Regions from separate parts of the Triticum aestivum genome. Here region 1 is linked to region 2. The links are chromatin contacts, called in public Hi-C maps. All regions are on one chromosome and are shown on one strand. The core of a region is the stretch at or near the end of the contact, and the rest is flanking DNA. Distances in the headings are between cores, read along the strand shown. Region 1 holds the start of LOC123105814 (probable signal recognition particle 43 kDa protein, chloroplastic). Region 2 holds the start of LOC123108303 (sorcin).

The links. A called contact is a pair of places that touch in the nucleus more often than the background predicts.
Region 1: a Hi-C map of leaf shows a contact between it and region 2, with 3 times the contacts expected there. The contact joins the promoter of LOC123105814 here to the promoter of LOC123108303 in region 2. A contact is called at or near these places in 3 of 5 Hi-C or Micro-C datasets (leaf and root) and 1 of 1 datasets of contacts at active chromatin or transcription factors (leaf).

The regions. Positions count from the first base shown.
Region 1 is chr5A:667,336,864-667,341,929 of IWGSC CS RefSeq v2.1, forward strand. LOC123105814 (probable signal recognition particle 43 kDa protein, chloroplastic) reads right to left here and starts at 1,618. Exons shown (of 1, transcript XM_044527963.1): 1 at 207-1,618. The coding sequence starts at 1,533. The coding sequence ends at 358.
Region 2 is chr5A:667,174,108-667,179,314 of IWGSC CS RefSeq v2.1, forward strand. It overlaps LOC123108303 (sorcin), which reads left to right and starts at 2,149. Exons shown (of 10, transcript XM_044530126.1): 1 at 2,149-2,337; 2 at 2,427-2,485; 3 at 2,608-2,648; 4 at 2,776-2,807; 5 at 3,315-3,343; 6 at 3,514-3,550; 7 at 3,652-3,708; 8 at 4,285-4,361; 9 at 4,593-4,666; 10 at 4,811-5,073. The coding sequence starts at 2,254. The coding sequence ends at 4,830.

The DNA.
Region 1 (5,066 bases), core at 368-2,867, 160 kb after region 2:
TTGTGATTATCAAACACGCCACAGACACCTTCATAATCGACGGGAACGTCTTCTCCCCATTGAACGCATGTCATCGAAAGACTTAAAATAAATTCAAAAAAATACAGGCACTAATATCGAGTTTAGAATTTGGATCCTGATGGGTTAGAAATACCACGACCCTTCTAACCATCCTATCACAAATTGGTTGGCTCTCTTCACCGTGATTGTTTAAGATTGCAATGTCTCAATCTCATGAGAATGTTTTCTTAATTAATAATCACACAAAAATCTCTTCGATCGCTAATGATACATACTGCGACGTTCCATCGACACGACAAAAACGAAGAGCGAACCGAGCACGATCGACGGCCGCCGTCACCCGGCAAATGTCTCCGCCGGCGGTGCGGCGCCACCGTTCCCCGACTGCTGCCGCTCGAACTCCTGCACGAGCTCGGCGTCCACGTTCTCCGCGGGCTCCCACGTCGCCTCCTCAATGTCCACCCACTTGACGAGGTACTCCCACTTGCCGTCCCCGTCGCCGTCCGCCGCCTGCCTCCTGTCCACGACGGCCTCCGCGACGCCGTACTCCAGCCCGGCCTCGAAGTCCTTCACCAGGTCCTCCGCCACCCACGGCGCTTTCACCCACTCCCGGTCGCCGCCGTCGCGCCACTCCACCAGGTACTCCCGCCACTTGCCCTCGCCGCGCCCGTCCACCACCTTCTCCACCTCGCCCCACTCGTACACGGCCTTCTCCAGCTCCTTCGCCGCCGCCTCGAGCGCTTGGCGCCGTTCGAACGCCGCTGGCACGCCCTTGGGCGTCGCAGCCAGCACCTCCTGCACGAGCTCCAGGGGCGTCCGGCCCTTCCCGTCGGGGCCCTCCGCGTCGGCGCCCAGCTCCAGCAGCGCGCGCACGCCCGTCGCCCGGCCGTACCCCGCCGCGATGTGCAGCGGCGTCAGCCCTCCGCCGGCGCGCTCCGCGTGGCCCACGTCCGCCCCCGCCTCCGCGAGCAAGCGCAGGCACTCCTCCGACCCGAGCCCCGCGGCGAAGTGCATCGCCGTGCGCCCCTGCGCGTCCTCGGCGTTCGGGTCCCGCCGCAGCGCCTCGTCCGCCAGCAGCGCGCCCAGCGCATCCACATCGGCCTTCTTGGCGGCATCCCACCACGGCGTCTCGTACTCCGCCACCACGTCCGCGGCTATCGCCTCCGACGGGATCCAGGTCGGCTCGTGCCCGTCTTTCCACTCGACGAGGTATTCCGTGGCGGTGACGGTGGTGGCCGAGCCGTCCTCCGCGAACACCGCGTTCTTGACGGTTCGGCTGGAGACGATGCGGTCCACCTCTCCGTACCCCTCCTCGTCTTCTTCATCGCCCCCCTTGCTTGTTGCCGCGGTTCTTGGGTTGGTCTGGTCCTGGAACAGCGCGGCGGCGGCGAGGCGGCGCTTGGGGACGCGGGGACGGCGAGGGACGGTGATGGAGAGGTACTGGGTTCTGTGAGCAGCTGGGTTGGGGGCTTTGAGGCGGGAAAGGGATGGATGTCGCAGGACGGCCTCCATTGGGGCGGGAGGAGGCTTGTGGCCGGTGACTGATGCGCGCGTGTGGAGGAGGAAGATGATGGGTCTGGTTGAGAGGATAAGGCGATCGAATAAGTTTTTCTACCGGTGGCGGGATGTACCGGTGATGAATCTACCACAAACATTGCTTTGAGATTGGTATGGCTGGTAGACCCCACTATGCTTTTGTTTCTCCTTCTTAGCAATACGAATCTTATACAAACACATATACAAGGTTGGGCGAGGTCCACAGCAGTACCTTTTGTCAGGTGGCAGGGTGAGAGATTGAGCAGATGAACGAGCTGCATGCACGTACTAAATACTTACACTTTATTTTCCATGCCATATTTTAAAAGGTTGATAACTTTTGAACTAAATATCCAGTTTTGAAATATTTTATATTTTTGAATTCAGCACGACAAGACCTTTAAAACAAGATCAATCTTGGATGCACTTTGGCTAGTTTGAATTTTACTGTTTCACTCATTTTAGAGAAAGCATTTCAGTCAATTTCACATTTCACTAGTTTTGGAAAACCTTCCAGTCAGTTTCACATTTCACTAGATTCAGAAAACACATTACAACCATTTACAAATGATAGATTTCACTCATTTTAGAAAACACATTGCAATTATATAAAAAAAATTAAAAATAAAACTATAGATTAAAAGATATGCGTGATTGAAATTATCAAAGCGAAAACAAAATGCATGCGTGCTTCATAAGTACTTGTGTGTCAGGCAGAGATGGTCACGCATGCATGTCTCCTTCATCTGACATACCGGTCCTAGTGCAGAAAATACACTGCATGCAAATCTAGAGAAATGAGTGAAATACATCTCCCGTATATGAGTGCTTATGTGATGTCATATGCTGATTGGCTAGCTGGTTGCCGGTACATCCCGGCACCGGTAAAAAGAGCTTTGCGATAAGGCGATGCGGTTCTGAATTTTCCAGGAAAATCTGAGCTGTTCATCGTGCAATGAACGGTAGAGATAGTTTGTTAATTATCTTAAGTATTTTCAGCTTGAAGCTGTAGCCTAGTGGCAAGGGTGGGCAGTGGCGCACCCTGCAGCCAGGGTTCGAATCCTATCAGGGTGATAATGTCCATGGATCTCATTTTTTACAACAATCGGAGCGTGCGTGGGTTGCGGCGGTGCCGCCAGTGTCACAGCAGGGTGTGTGTCGCTCGTAGCAGCAGGTCTCCAGCTTGTTGGATTTGCCTCGGCTGAAGGCCACGTTGTAGCACCGCCAGTGTCACAGCAGGGTGTGTGTCGCTCGTAGCAGCAGGTCTCCAGCTTGTTGGATTTGCCTCGGCTGAAGGCCACGTTGTAGCATCAGTCTTTGGCTTTCAGCGCCGCCCACGAGGGGGGGGGGGCACACCAATACGCAATCCTCTCCAACCTTGTCGTTGCAGCATTGGTGGTTTCACTGGCGGAGGCCTCCGGTGGGCAAGGTATGGCAGCCGCCATACCTTAATTTTGAGCAAAACAAAATTGTATACGTACCTATGTATCTTACGGTTGCCTCGCTCGTTTGTTTTGACCGCTGGCAGTTTTACGCTAAAGAAAGAGATGGGCCGACGCATCCAGCTAATTGGGCCAAGAATCGGTCGAGGCCACGCACGACTCGATCCAGCGCCCAAGCACGAAGCAGAGCACGACTCGATGTCTCGATCCAGCTCCACCTGCTAATTTTGCAAAAATACATATAGACACGGGAGTCGTAGCATAAAGAGGAGGCTCAGCGGCGGTGATCTGCCGTGATAGCCAGGGCATGTTCTTGGGAAGTTCTATTTTGATTATTGCCGGGGTATTTGATCCCGCAACTCTGGAGGCTATAGCCTGTCGAGAGGCTATCTCATTGGCGCGAGATCTTTAAGTCCAAAACTTTATCATATTGTCAGATTGAAAACAAGTGGCCAGTGATATCTTGAAAGGTAACCATTGGGCGTATGGGGCCATTATTAAGGAAATCAAGTCTAGATCAACTCCTTTTTCCTGTAGTTTTATTTCTAAAAGTCATGAAGTTAATTTTGAAGCTCGTAGGTTAGCTAAATATGCTCTTATTTTAGCTCAGGGGTGTCATTGTGTGGCTTGGCTAGCCACATGACCCAGCTTGCATCCAATATTCTGTGGAATTTTGATCAATAAAGTGGCTTTTATGCCTAAAAAAATGGGGTCGAGCACGCACAACCTGATTGAGACGCACACGCACTCGACCAGACACTTCACCCGACGGCCGACGCGACGGAAACCTAACGAGCGCGTTCTAGACGCCATTGAAAGCTTGATTATCGGTATGTTTTAGGTTATTTTTCTATTGAAACATGTCTACATTTTCATTGTATTTGGTTTTTCGTTTGTAGTGTGTTTATAGTGTGTATTGACTCTTTTGATTTGCATCAAAAAAGTTCTTTCCTTAAGACTTCGCCACACCTTAAATTTTTTTCGTCCTCCGCCACTGAGTGGCTTGCTTTCAACATGCACGGCGGGGTGCATTCGTCATTGTAGCATAGACACTTGTTTTGCAGCACTAGCGTCGGCGAGCCTTGCGCGCCCCGTTGCTAGTTTGCTAAAGAGGCGGTGCGTGCAATAGTAATGCAATGCAATGACGACATGCTTTGCAGCAATGGACCGTTACGTGCATCTACTATGGTAGTGCAGTGGGTGTTGCAGCGGTAGTACCCCCATGTGGTGGGTGGTGGTGAGCTTGCAACATCTGTCGGTAAGGACGAGATGGACTGAGATAGAGGAGTGATGTGTGGTCGAGAAAAGAGGAGAGGGCGGGGATCCACAATTTACGATGGCGATGTGGCCTCGCAACATCGGCGTGACAGCACAACTTCAGAGCAAAGCTTGACAACAGCGAAGAATTAGTGTTGGGGAAATGATGTGTTAGAGGAAGAAAATGACTGGTCGAGGGGAAAAAATCGTGTGAATGAGAACATTCAACTTGGGGTAAAGTGGAGACAGGGGGACTGTGTGTGGGCCTGGAAGAGTCACGTCGCACACGTGAGAGTGGCTAATGAAGAACCCGCATCAATCGGGTGAAAACAACAGATTTCCTTTATTCATTTTGGCAAGATCCGAGTCCAAACATGGATGGATACAATTCGGCGGTATACAAAACCAGATTATACAACACGTCCCTGCAAGGACGGCGCCATGGTGGTCCCCAAGAACCCCTCCTCCTCCTTTTATCTCCTGGTTTGGACATAGCGAGGTTCAAGTTTTCCTTCACCCACCCCTCCTTTGGTGGTCTCTGGGGCTCCCTTGTCGGCACACTGATATGCATCGATGGTTTACCAAACATGGACTTTGTGCCACGTTGTAACCGGTGTGACTAAGTGCTACAACCATCAATGGCGGATAGTGCGACCGGTGAGACTACGTGCTACGAACAATGAGGGCAGATATTGCGATTTGTGAGACATGTTGCAACCAGTAGGAATATATGTTGCAAATGGTGTGACAAAATGTTGTGAGGTCCTTTTTCTTTACTAGAGTTGTGAGGTCCATTGGACGGTGCTCAGT
Region 2 (5,207 bases), core at 899-3,398:
ACTCAATCCGATGGCCGCATGTGTCGTGTCTTCTCTTTCGACCTAACTTGTTATGTGGACGTAGTTGGATTTTTATTTAGCTAATCTGTGCTTGCTGAAATTCTCATATGATGCATGCGTTCATGGATGAGAATGTGGATTAATTGATAAATTCAATGAAGAGTATATAGGGGAAGAATGTTTTATAAGATACGAGCCTTCTTTCCCTAAGGGTTGCTTGGTATTTCTGCTTTTTAATATTGATAACATAGGTGCATATTCTTCTTAAATCTGAAACATATGTGATCTTAAATTGTTTTGCATAATCTAGAATTTAGTTCATGGGCTCAGTTTGTACTTCGCCGTTCTGGTGAGAATAAGAGGTATTTTTAACTATATACTCACATATATTTGAGATAAACATGGGATTGTCAAAGTAGTCATGTAAAGCAGTGGTTACTCAATACAGTGGATAGTAAAAGTTCGTTTACACCGATATTAAGGATGGTACATGCATCAAGTGTAGATGATACAAGGATAGTGCCCACAATCATTACAAGTCCGTCAATAGACGAGGCTGCAGGAAAGAGCTCGCGAAAGTAGTGTGCTAAGTGTTATTACCAAGCTCGTCACCTTAGGATTCATCATTCATCGTGAATAGGCGGACAACTTGACCACCATCGGCGGTAGTGATGAGGAGGAAAAGCCGCAACGCTGATGGAGCGCTAGGGACATGTCATGATTTATTTTTCCCGTGGCAACGCACGGGCTCTTTTGCTAGTATATATATATATAATAATAATAATAATAATAATAATATAATAATAATAATAATAATAAACCGCGCATTGCTTCTGGTCGTACGTCACACATTTTTTCAAAAAAGCCCTTGTGTTTTCAGTAATTAAACCCGCCATCCTATTTTAAGTGGATTATAGGAGAAAACGTTTCGCTTATGCAAATAACACCCTGTAATTTGGTATTATTCAACGTCAGTCCGGTGAGGAAAACAGAGATGCAGACGGGATAGAGTGAATGCAAAGAGTAGTCCCGTTCACTGTCGCTCCCGCCGGCGACGACTGGCTTGCCCACGCGGCGGCCCACGCGAGCAAGGCCAAGGGACGGCCCAGACGGTCGATGGTGGCGCTGTCATCGTTGTCCTCACGCATGTAGACGAGGCAGTGGGGAGGGTGCCGGCGCTGGTCGCAGGGGAGGCCGAAGGGCGTGGACAAGCCAGATCCGGGACGCAGGACGGACACCGGCGGCTTGGGGACATGGATCCCGCAGATCTGAGCAGCGGCTGGCGAACTCGGAGGCGGCGGTGGCGTGAAGACAACCGTGGTGGTGGTGGCAGCAGCGGCGAGGCTCCTTGCGTGCTCCTTCTCATGGACAAGGGAAAAGAGAAAGAACTGAGAGGCAGAGGAGAGAGAAACGAGGGAGGAGGAGAGGCGCGTTGGAGCTCCGGTAGCGGGCGGCGTGCACGATGGATCGGGTGCTAAGAAAAGAAGGGAATCGGGGATGGGGAGAAGAAAGGTGTGGGGAAGAGACGAGAGGATGAGAGGAGGGGGCTGAGAAGATAAGGTCGGAGGGAAGAGCGGCCAAACGACACGCGTTGCCTGTGTGTGAGACGGCTGGTGCCCAAGCGCGGGCTGGAGACTCAAGGCTTGATTCTCGCCATGCAAAAAACGAGATTAAAGAAAGAAGTTAACTAACTTAGGAGGAATTAGCTAGAAAAAGGATTTTTTTTAACGAGAAAGCTACAAAAGGATTAAATGCTTGATTATGGCCGTTGCATTCATCTGTTTGCTTCTCCGTATCTACATGCACAATTGCACACGATTGACGAGCTTGGTTCTACATTTCCTTTTCATCTCGACGAAGTTGGATACATGCACAGGATTGATGGTTTTTGTTCCATTTTTTTTTCTTCTTTTATTTTCTTGATTAAAATTTTCAATCATTCGTACCCATTGTAACCCCATCTGTTTGTGTTGACAAAATAATCTCTGAGCGCTGCTGATTTCGGTTCATACGAGTGCATTTTATGTCAGACATTATAATTTTCGTGAGTTTTTGTTGTTCATCCGTTGCAACGCACGGGCCTTTTGCTAATTTTTTTTAATAAATTTAGCGAGGAAGTACATGTACGCGCATTACGTATTCTAGGTTCGAAGGCGGAAATTAACGAAGACGTAAACCTGCCAGTTTCCCACCTCCCTCCCCCCACGGCCCCACCCCACGGAAACGCTCTGGTCCGTCGCCGGAGAGGCGGAGATGGAGAACGCGGTGGTGCTCCGGGAGTGGTTCGACCGCGTCGACGCCGCCGGCACCGGCAACATCACGGCTCCTCAGCTCCAGGTTCTCCTTATCCCCTCGCCCCCCCTACTCGGAAGTGCCGGCGACCAGAATTCGACCACTAACCCGGAAATCCGCTCTCCTCCCGCCAGAGCGCGCTCGCCGTGGGCAACCTCGACTTCCCCCTCTCCGTCGTGCAGCAGATGATCAGGTCCTCCTCCACCTCCTCTGGCCGCCGGGGCTTTCAGCTTGTGCGCTCTGTCTAATTTATCCGATGACTCGAGCTCATTTGGGGATTGGGAGGGTCAATGATGTCTGTACTGTACTGTGCAGGATGTATGACTTCGATCGGAACGGCACCATGAGCTTCGAAGGTTAGCCGCTCATATCCGCATGAACTCTGCTACTCTAGGGAAAGTTGACCATTGACTCCATGCTGTGATCACTTGGAAAGATGATCTGATTTTGACCTCGCTTGCTGTATCCCTTTGTACTTTGCAGAGTTTTTGGCTCTTAACAAGTTCCTTCAGAAGGTACTCCCTCCTTCCATCTATATAGGGCCTAATCATTTTTCGAGGCTAACTTTGACCAAGTGTTATAGTGATAATATATGACATGCAAGTTACACAAAGCATACAGTCAAATTCGTACGTGAAAGGAGCTTCCAATGATATAATTTTCACATTATACATTTCATGTATTATTAGTCTTATGAATAGTCAAAGGCGGTCTTGAAAAACACATTAGGCCCTATATAGATGGAAGGAGGGAGTATGTGGGGTCTCCATTTCGATCTGCTCGGCATTCAGGATTAGTCACTGGCATGCACATTTGTTTTTCCTTGTCGAAAAATTGATAGTATTGTGGCCATGGCATTTGAAGTTTGGTTAAATGAATTGTTAAGTAAGTTGGCCTGCTATTCTGTATAATATATGTTACACTACATTTGAGAGGAGTGAGCTTCACTGTAATGCATTCCTATTTCCATGCTTCCTGTTTGACTTGATCGTTTATATGCACTGCTCCTTTTCAATTTGCAGGTGCAGGGTGTCTTCTCCACCCTAGAAAGGTATCATGTCTCATGAGTTTGTAGCCATGTGCGGCATTCATAAATTGTTCAAATGCCACCCTAAACTTTGTTACAGTTTGTATTTTTCTTGACTTTAGGTGTTCAGTTTGTTTGTGCGTGTGTTTTCAGATATCATTCTTGTACTTTTCTTATCCTCTCCTTAATTTCAGGGGTCGTGGATTTCTCAGCCTTGAGGATGTGTATGAGGTGATATGTTAATTTCTCTAGTTTTGAGATGTACTGTCAACTGTGTCCCATATGAGCAACATTACATGGATTTTTTTTAATTCCCTCCATGTTCTATACAGGCACTAATCAAACTCGGTTTCTCGTTGGATTCACCTGCCTTCTACACTGTCTGTGAGGTACTTCACTTTCACTGCTACTGCATGGTTTATCCTAGGATTATTCATGTCTAGCTTTAGAGGCTCTCCCAGAAGGCATCATGAGCTTGTGATTAACTATTGCAGTGATACATTTGAAGGGTGAACCTGTCCAAATTTAAAACTTGAGATGTTATTTATCCTAAGATGCCTTTTCTTGCAAATTGGAGCATCTAGGTGTAAAACTAGTGTTCGTCGATCGCCCGTTGTTGCTGTTCAGAAAACCAGTGTTGGTCGTTGAAGTACTAAGATGAGTTATATGATCATGGGTTTTCATATTTGAGCTTGAAATGGGTCATGCAACTGAGAAAATGTAGGTGGAAACTGAAGTCAACAGTGAATATAAAATGAAGAATATGCAGTATATCCCTGTAAAAAAAAACTTGCAGTATGACAGAACTTGAGAAAATGCTACTTCAGCATTCTTTACTTCATTCGTCCGATCATATCCATTTCCTAGCTACGCAGCCTAGAGCCCTTTGCTAGTACTAGCTGCATTTGTGCTTCTTATTCTTTACTTCATTTTGTTTAGCTAATTTCATACCTGTCTATTCTCAGAGCTTCGACAAGAGCAAGAAGGGGATGGTTCGTTTGGATGAGTTCATATCGATCTGCATCTTTGTGCAGTCAGCTCGGTACGCACAACATGTTTCCGACGTGCTTTTCAATGTTTCACAGTACACAGCTGTTGGACATCTTCTACTTTGCAACTAAAACCTAATTGTAGACTGGTCTGTGGTTACTTGATTTACATTTGAATAACAAGGAACATTTTGCAGAATTGTGTTCCGTGATTTGTCTCTCCCAAAGTGCCATGTGCTAAATTTTACTCCCAATTACTGATGAAACATTTTCTCGCTTTCCAGTAACTTGTTCAGCTCATTTGACACAACCAAGCAAGGGAAAGTGACATTGGATTTCAACCAGTTCGTCTACTGCAGTGAGTTTCCGCCCCCCTCTATCTACCGAACTGCTTATATCTCATGCTCGTCAGAGTCTAGACAACCTTATATATTCCTCAAAGACGGATGGAAGGTTTTACCGCCCTTGTTCACTAACTTGCATCTTTCTGCATAATCTACAGCGGCGAACTGCAGGATATAGCTGTATTACCTGAAACCTGTACATGGAAGACCAAAAAGGAAATGCCACCCTTCACCGGAACCACATGCCAAAGAATGTTCTGGTGGCACATACATTTGGAAGTCCAAATTCCAAGCCATCATTTGGTTTATATTCCTAGTGTTCCTCAGATATTTTGTGATTTTAATGCCATCCAGGTCTGTATACACACACACAAAGAAAATAAAAAAAAATGCTTATGCATGACTGTATGCTTTGTGATTCTGCATCTGGAAACCCAGGAACTGTACCATGTTTGGATTATTATTCTCCCACTTTCTTGTCCCCCCCTATCCTGCATGAGTTCCAGGGGGAGTTGACCATTGGTTCCTCCATGACGTGATCACTTGAAATGATGT